Linked DNA regions of Anser cygnoides: region 1 is linked to region 2. The links are chromatin contacts, called in public Hi-C maps. All regions are on one chromosome and are shown on one strand. The core of a region is the stretch at or near the end of the contact, and the rest is flanking DNA. Distances in the headings are between cores, read along the strand shown.

The links. A called contact is a pair of places that touch in the nucleus more often than the background predicts.
Region 1: a Hi-C map of liver shows a contact between it and region 2, with 8 times the contacts expected there. The contact joins the promoter of RAB17 here to the promoter of UBE2F in region 2. A contact is called at or near these places in 2 of 7 Hi-C or Micro-C datasets (both in liver).

What each region holds. Positions count from the first base shown.
Region 1 is chr6:10,953,823-10,958,223 of Taihu_goose_T2T_genome, forward strand. It overlaps RAB17 (RAB17, member RAS oncogene family), which reads left to right and starts at 1,856. Exons shown (of 6, transcript XM_048058455.2): 1 at 1,856-2,060; 2 at 3,986-4,145. The coding sequence starts at 3,989. LOC125182149 (a long non-coding RNA gene) reads right to left here and starts at 1,833. Exons shown (of 2, transcript XR_007161258.2): 1 at 70-1,833.
Region 2 is chr6:10,743,512-10,747,660 of Taihu_goose_T2T_genome, forward strand. UBE2F (ubiquitin conjugating enzyme E2 F (putative)) reads left to right here and starts at 1,433. Exons shown (of 10, transcript XM_066999805.1): 1 at 1,433-1,566; 2 at 3,548-3,681. The coding sequence starts at 3,564.

The sequences.
Region 1 (4,401 bases), core at 606-3,105, 210 kb after region 2:
CTCATTTTTAGCAAGACTGGCTAAACCGAAATAGTGATCCCAAAGGCAAGGCCTGCTAAATATACTCACACACAAGTGACCAGTTCCTTTGAAGCTGGCGGTGCAGAGACAAGACGTCTGCCCTAAGCATCTCTAGCGGCCCCAGCTCTGTGCTTTGCTCTCACTGCTAATGCCATAAAGTTTCCCGGTGCCTTTCCAGTATAAATAATGCATCATTTTTTTCTGCTCCTCCACATTCCCTGGGAACAGCAGAAAGAAAGGAAAAGCCACTCGTGCTTTCAGGTACTTTCTTCAGCCCATTGTGCAGCGAGAGACGAGGCAGGCAGCGGTGCCCATGGAGCAATTTGGGTGGCCGAAATATGCCCTAGGAGATTTATTTTGACCTGTTCTGGTAGCCCTGTGCACTAAAACGTTGCAGCTCCTCCAGGAAAAAGGATGAAAGCAGGGGAAGGTCCGCAAGTGGTTTCGAGGTGCTCAGGTCACGCCTTGCTGGGCTGGGATATTTGGTCCCTACCAGCCCTGTGGCCAGAGCTCTCCTACGAGGTCTTGTGGTGTAACCACAAGCACAGAACTAAAGGGTGCAGGCTCCGGGAGCAGGCTCCGAAAGGAGACTCGGCAGCGGAGAGCTGTGCCGTCTGAAATCACGGACGAGCTATGCCCTCTAGCGGGTCTGCCGCTGGAGAAGGTCCCGTGCGGGAGGCGGTGCCCACCCCAGGGACACATCCCTGGGACCCAGGGGAGGCTTATAAAAGCCCCTGCCTCATCCCAGGCAGGTGCCACTGGGATGGGAACAAAGAAAAAAAGAAGTGCCCAAACGCTTTTCTACCCCTCTGCTGTACCAACCATTCACGGGGCCACGCCAGTTCGGGATTTCACAGGGTAGTTAGGAAACTTCTTCAAAGGCTCCCCAGATCCTTTCCAGCCTGGCTGATGGGCAGGGAGCCGGGAGGAAAGGCTTTGCTGCCCTCTGGCAAGGAGCTGGATGCAGGCTAAGCTCTGCTTGGGGGCTGGATGCAGCTGAGCGGTGTCGGTGCTGGGATTTGTTCCCCCCAAAAAAGGAAATCCACTCTCGTTTGGCTCACGGACCAAAAAGTTACATGTGCAGATCCATAAAGCTTTCAGAGCTGGCTCTTGAAGGCAAGGCATTACAGATGGCCAGGTTAGTGCTACAAACACAAAAGCTGCCTTCCTTTAGGTTTCTAATGACCTGCAGATCTTCCTGTTCCCTCTCCAGACCGGTTATCCCAATACATTGTGCTTTTCCCCCATTAAGATGTAAGAGCTTTAACAAGAACTCTGTACAAAGCGCCCAGCCCCAGCGGTAACCAGCCATTAGTTTAATTAAAAGGCAGGAAAAGCCCAAGTGCTCAGGTTTTTTTCTTTGCTCGCTTTGTCTGCACCTCGCCGGCTTGTCTGCTAAGCCCTTTGCGGGAGCAGCGGGTGTGCCGCTTCCCACCCGCTCCCCAAAAACAAATCCCTTTGGCAGCCCTGGCTCCGAGTTATCGCAGCCCGGGACCAAAGAGGAGTCTCACCTGCGTCAGCAGAAATTGCAGCATTATAAAAAACCCTACAAAGGCCAGATCCCTGGCTCCAGCCTGCCTCATACCCAACCCTCCCCATCCCCAAATCCCAGCTGCGGGATGCGGGCGGTGATGCTCGCGGCACCTCCGAGGACAAGCCACCGAAAAGAAACGGCTCCTGCAGCAGGGACAAGGGACAGCGGGGACAGAGGGAGCACAGAGGGCAGGGTTTATGGCCCTGCCTCGCCCAGCCGGCGGGGAGGGTTTAAGGTTCACCCGTTTCTGCTCACCTCTCGGCTTTGGCACCGCTCTCTGGCAGCTGCTGGCGCGCCTGACGGAGTTTCGCTTTTAGTTTTCTGTGGAGAGGAGGCAGCCGGGGAGGCTGGAGGAGGCCGTCCCCATCTGTCGAGGCTGTTCCCGTCCATCGAGGCTGTCCTCATCCATTGAGGCCATCTCCATCCATCGAGGCTGTCCCCACCCGTCGAGGCTGTCCCCGTCCTCCACCACCCCTGCGCCAGAGGAGAGCCAGCCTGCAGCCAGGTAACCCCTTCCTCTGCCTCCCACCTCCCTCCAAAATCCCAAGATTTGTGTCTTCCCACCAATAATCAGCCCCAGATCCCAGCCACAAAGGCAGCCCAGCCTCCAAAATCGCAGTCGGAGGGGGATCTCCGCTTGTTGCTGGCATTATTTCCCCAGCAGGGCGATAATGACCCAGCCTCTGCTCCCTGCAGTTCAGGGGAGGGCTGATCGTGTTGGGAAATCAGCACTGCGTGGATCCAGCAGTGTGTACACGTCAAAGTGTCTTTGCAGTGCATGTTTCCCTGTCCCCTGGCAAGCTTCCCCTAAGCACGGTGACTGCCGCAGAGCTCAACGCCAGCAGGAACGATCTGGGGACGCCGGTGTGCTAGCACCATCTGGGGAAAACAAAACAAAAAAAAAACAAACAAAAAAAAAAACATAAAAAATCCCACGTCCAAAACCTGCAGGTTAGGTGCGGCAGAAACCCAGCAAATGGCTCCAGCATCCTCTGAGAGCTGCTGGCTCAGACATCAATCAGACACTGTTAATTTCCCAGGAAGTTAAATGAAGGCTTAAATGACACTTCTCAGTGTCTCCATCCCCAAAGATTTGCATTTCTTTTATGTTTTCCCCCCAGTGATATTTTTTTTGGAAATAAAGGATAATATTTTTTTGGAAATATTTACCCCTGAGAGTGAATACAGCAGGACCCCCTCCCAAGTTAGCGATAACACAGATACTGACTTATCAAGTGGCAAACGCCGAGCCCTCGCTGTTGCTTTCCAGCTCAGATAACTGCTCCACCTCCTGTTTCTGGCTCATATCACTAACAATAAAGCCCATAAAACGTGGGTTTTATGCAATGCTTAACCCTCAGCTGGAAGCAGGCACGAAGCTGCTAGGGTAAGGTCAGCCGAGCCTGCCCCAAATGTCTGCCTCAGGACACAGCTGCCACAAACTATGGGGTCTGTGTAAGGTTAAATCAAACTTTTTTCTAATGTTTCCAATACCAACAAGGTTCCTGGTGTGCCCTGCTGGGGCTTAGGTCAGGAAACCAGCAGGAAAGGGGATTTCAGGGTTTCTCTCTGACACCCTCGTCCCAGCATGGGGAAATCAGGGAGGCTGCCTCAGCAGCACCGACAAAGAGCAATCCAACAGCAACAAACACTTTCCCCTAAATCCTATTATTTTCCATCAAAATCAGAGCAAAATGACTTGTTTTGCTTTCTTGCCGTTCTCTTCCGGCGACCAGGGACGTGCACCCCCTGCACCCTCTTACCATGGGAAAAAGATTGTTGGAGATGAGCTCTGGTGATGCTCCCCCTCTGCGATAGGTGCTTGCAAGGAAATTTCCAGCAATTGCAGTAATTGTCAAGTGAGCTTCGTGTAATCTTCTGGGGTTAAATGGAGGTGCATTTTAAGAAATAATTTGAAATAACGAGTAACAGGGTTTACAAGACAATCTGCAAATCTTTTCACGCAGCTGCCTGTAAAGTTTTTTGGAGCATTACCTATGACAGCAGACAAAAATACCAGAAGGAGCACAGCCTTATGCTGCATTTTAATTTTTTGTTTGTTTGTTTAAAAGAAATAATAAGCCAGATAATAACCTGCATGAACTGTGACCCTGCTCTTCATCATCAGGCTGTACAGTGCATTTAAGGGGCTGAAAGCAGAAAATAATCAAGGGAGTAATAATAATAACGCTTCCAATAATCAAGGGAAAAGGGAAAACTTGAGCAAACTCCAACTGGGCATGGGCAGGACTGAGTTTAGGTGTTAAAACAGGCTCTTTTGGGCAATGTTGGACTTGCTGAGTTACTGGGCGAGCTCCCAAAAGCTGTTTTGAGGTCACACCACACTGCCACCAGTAGGGATTTCATACGGGATGCTCAGCTGGTGGACCTGGGGTCACTGCAGGCACATTTTGGGTTGGTTTTTTGCAGGAGATGGCACAGGAAGGGATGGCAGGTGGCTCGCTGGAGAGGCATTGTCCCACCTACATCTACAAAGTGGTGCTGCTGGGGAGCACGGCGGTGGGAAAGTCAAGCCTGGCCTACCGATACGTGAAAAACGACTTCCAGGAGTCGCTGCCCACCGTGGGATGTGAGTGAGCATCCCTCCCCCCCCCCCCCCCCCCCCCCCCGCCCCCCATGTGGATTTGCTTCCCCCTTTGCTGCCAGCTTCAGGTCGCTGCCATCCATCTCCCCTTGCCCCAAGCAACCAGCAAAGCCATGTCCAGGGGTATTTGTGGGCAAACCCCATGCCCTGCCCCGCTGGCACGGGGGCGAGAAGCCAACCTCTTCTGCTGGGGTGATGAAAACCCATCCAGTTTTCACAGCAGCATCCCTGACCTTGAATC
Region 2 (4,149 bases), core at 183-2,682:
GTGTGTGTGGAACAGCCACGGAGGCAGGTAGGGAAGGGACTGCCATCTTCATGGTCTCTATCCATTGTCAGCATATATACACACTTTGATGGGATTTTATTCCCTCTTGCCTTCTACCCTGCTGAAGACAGAGAGCAGTGGGCATGTTTTTCTAAGCACTTTCTTCATTTTTCAGCTACAGATTTTTCTGTCTAAAAACAAAAGCATGAGCAGGCTGATAACAAAAGAGTTGTAGAAAAGGCAAGTGCTTTTCAGCCAATTCATCTAGCTTCTCATCTTTTACAAGAAGCTTGTGAAAGGGTTAAGACACTTTAAGGTTTCTGAGTTGTGGCTCTCCACTGGATTGACTAGATTTGACTGAGCTAAATTCTGTTTGTTTGCTTATCTGTTTTTGTTGTTGTTGTATTTTATTTTATTTTATTTTATTTATTTTATTTATTTTATTTTATTTTATTTTATTTTATTTTATTTTATTTTATTTTATTTTATTTTTAAGTAAAGGAGAAGCAGTATTATTCCTGTGATGTTTAGGAAGTCATAAGTATTTTAATAGCAGCCTGCCAATCCTTCCTTGTGTCTGGTGTTCAGGTTTGGGCCCCTCGCTACAGGAAGGACATGGACGTGCTCGAGCGAGTCCAGAGAAGGGCGACCAAGCTGGTGAGGGGTCTGGAGAACAAGTCTTACGAGGAGCGGCTGAGGGAGCTGGGGTTGTTCAACCTGGAGAAGAGGAGGCTCAGGGGAGACCTTATCGCTCTCTCCAGGTACCTTAAAGGAGGCTGTAGAGAGGTGGGGGCTGGTCTATTCTCCCACGTGCCTGGTGACAGGACGAGGGGGAATGGGCGAAAGTTGCGCCAGGGGAGGTTTAGGTTGGATGTTAGGAAGTACTTCTTTACTGAAGGGGTTGTTAGGCATTGGAATGGGCTGCTCAGGGAAGTGGTTGTCACCATCCCTGGAGGTCTTTAAAAGACATTTAGATGTAGCCCTTAGTGATATGGTTTAGTGTAGGACTTGTTAGTGTTAGGTCAGAGGTTGGACTGGGTGATCTTGGAGGTCTCTTCCAACCTAGATGATTCGGTGATTCTGTGGTCTCTAGCTTTGCTTTATCAAACCTTTTAACCTGGAGGCTTCTCTAATTGCTTCATTTTGGTTCCCCTATTCATTGCATGCTAAGGGATGGAAGAATTCTTCAATGTTATGCATGTAGTTAAGTAAAGTAAGTTAAGACCAGATGATCGTGGAGACAATTTTTTTTTCCAACCCTAATGGTTCTGTGACTTTATGACACAACCTCAATTAACACCCCAGCCCCATCCCAACCCCACAAAATGGCGCCGCCCGGCCGGGGGCGCACCGCCCTCGCGCCGCGCCACCTCTCGCGAGAGCTCGGCTGCTGCGGGCGGAGCGGCGGGGGAGGGGGCGGGGCCACCGCGGGGCCCCGCCCACTTCCGGCGCGGCGGGCGGGCGGGCGGCTGCGGGAGGGGGAGGAGCCGCCGCCGCCGCCCCTGCCCCGGGCCGGCCCCGGGGCTGGCCTTGGCCGCGGCAGCCGGGCCCTGACGCCGCGCTCAGGTAGGTGCCGGCCGCCCCCCGCCGCTCCCGGGCCGGACCCGGCCTCGGCAGCCGGACCCGGGCTGGCCCCGGGCGTCCGCGGCCCGCCAGGCCTCGGGGCCGGGCCTTGCGCTGCCGTGTGCCCCCCCCTCCCCCCTTAAACCCCCTTTTCCTTCGTTAGCGCAGCCCTCGGCCTCGGGCGGGGGTCAGCGGGGCGGGCTGTCGCCTTTTCTGCCTTTCTGCGGGGTAACGGGAGGGGAAACAACCCCAAAACACGGGGTCTGCCTCAGCCAGCATGGATATTCAACACGGATTTTGCCTGGTTTTGATCTGTTTCTGGAACCTGGCGCGTGTACCTGTCAGCCCCGCAGAGCCTGACCTTCCTGTGCACAAAATATACGTGTAACGCCTTATTATACCTTATTGCGCCTCATTATAGCCTGTTACACCTTGTCGTGCCCTACCAGGTGCCACACTGCTCCAGGACGCGTCTTCCTTCCGTTCCGACCCTCGTTATTGGCACCTTCTCGTTAATCGCCACCTTCTCCACATCCAGGTGTCGCTTCCGTTCTGGCCTGCCCCCCCCCCCCCCCGGTCCTTTCACCAGCACCCTGGTGTCGGTTTGGTCTTTGCTTTAAATCCCCCAGCTTCCCCAAGGACCTGGAGGAGCAGTGACAAGGTTGGCAGGCTGGGGAGTTTTTTTCTCCTACCTGTTTTGTCCGGGACGGAAACAGATAAGCAAGTGAAACAATCGCTGTTGCAGCCGAGCTGGTAAACTTCAGGGCTGGCTTACAAGAGTGGAAGAAGCATCCAGATACGTAGGGCTGAAGCTGACAGAGAAACCTTCAATCGAGCCTTGTCACTTTTCATTTTGCTCATCTTCTTCTCGGTGGTTTCCTTCACTTGCCCATCTGTGTTATGCCTTGGCTGATTCTGTTTCATGCTACGAAAGCTGATGGTGCATGAGCATCCGCTTCATGTCTTGGTACCTGCTACACCGTACCTGTCTGCTCTTCTATTCCAACCACTTTGTGTAAAGGCTGCTGACTTTTTACGAGTTTTTTGCCTTTATTTTGCTCAATTAACTTGTATGACGAAAGGATAAACATTACTGCAATTTAGTGGTGGTAGGGCCTGAAGGGTATTGGTGTTGTTAGCATTATTTTGGTTTTGGCCACGCTGTTAAGAAGAACAAATTGCCTTCAAGCAGGAGTAGGGGCAGGATGTCTGAAGGCACAGCAGGTGGAACATTTCCATTTGACTTTGGCTTTCTGTCCACCTTTTGTTGCAAGCTACTTATCATCAGAGTTACCTTCTGATAACTGATGTACCAAATATTTCTCTCCATTTCAGCTACCAAATCTCTGGATGTAATTTCCTCTGCCCTGTGAGGAGTGCTGTGTGTTACTGCTGTGCAGTTGCAAAGAAAATCGTGCTCCTTGCAGCCCAGACCCCTTCCCTTCCTTGTGTCCTGCTTGCTGACTCAAGGCTCGCTTCCCAGCGCTGCGGAGTAGTTCCAGGAACCCCCCCCCCCCGCCCCGTTCCTCTCCTCTTGGGCCAGCCAAAAAACGTTGTTGCGAGGGACATGGGTGAGGATGTCACAGCGGGGGGATTCTCTCTGTAATTCTTTGGATTCTCTCCATAATTCTTCAGAAGGGCTGATGTGAAGCTGGGGTGTGCTGTGGAGATGGTGCAGCGAAACGAGATTGTAAACAATGATGAAAGCCTGACCTTTCTCTGGCAAAACTGAACTTCCTCTTGGCCTCACGTACTGCAACTCCCTCAGCATTCATGTCTGAAACAAACCCTCATTCTTCAAACGCTCTACTCCATCCACGTCTCTAAAAGCAGCCATTAACTGCGTACATTTTGGTCTTTCTTTGAGTGCTGAGAATATGATCGTAGTTGCAGAACGTGGGGCTGACTGTAGCCTATTTTTGTATTTTTTTTTCCTTAGTTCTTTGAGTTTTGCTAATCAACTTTGTTCTTATTTCTGTTCTAGACTGAAGGCAGCAGTAATGCTAACTCTGGCAAGCAAGCTGAAGCGGGATGATGGTGTCAGAGGACCCCGTACATCCAGTCCAGCTTCTGACTCGACTCGGAGGGTGTCTGTTCGAGACAAATTGCTTGTTAAAGGTGAAGGGAACTTACACTGAGATGTTGTGGGTTTACAGCTTACAGGTCTCCAACACTGGGGTAAAATGATTTTCTGAAGTATTTTTAAAGCTGTTAGCGACTTGTTTCATGATTTCGAGTGCGGGGTATGTATGGGCATACATCAAACCTCCAACAGCACCCTGGCTGCAGGACAGTGATTTTCTTTGGGTAATGCACAGCATAAAAAGCTTTCCCCTTACTCTGTTGAAAAATTAATCCATCATTGGGAACTGTACAGTGTCAAATTATTATGATAAAATGTCGGCCGATAAGTGTTATTAGATATATAGGAGGAGTGTATCAGATTTTACTTGACAGGAAGGTATTTTTTGAGGAAAAACCATAACAACTGTCTGTGAGAGGAAAATAAATCATTAAACTAGCACCAGTGTTCTGGTAGTCGTTAATGGTATAATAAGATAAAGTCAATAAACTTTAAAAAGTATT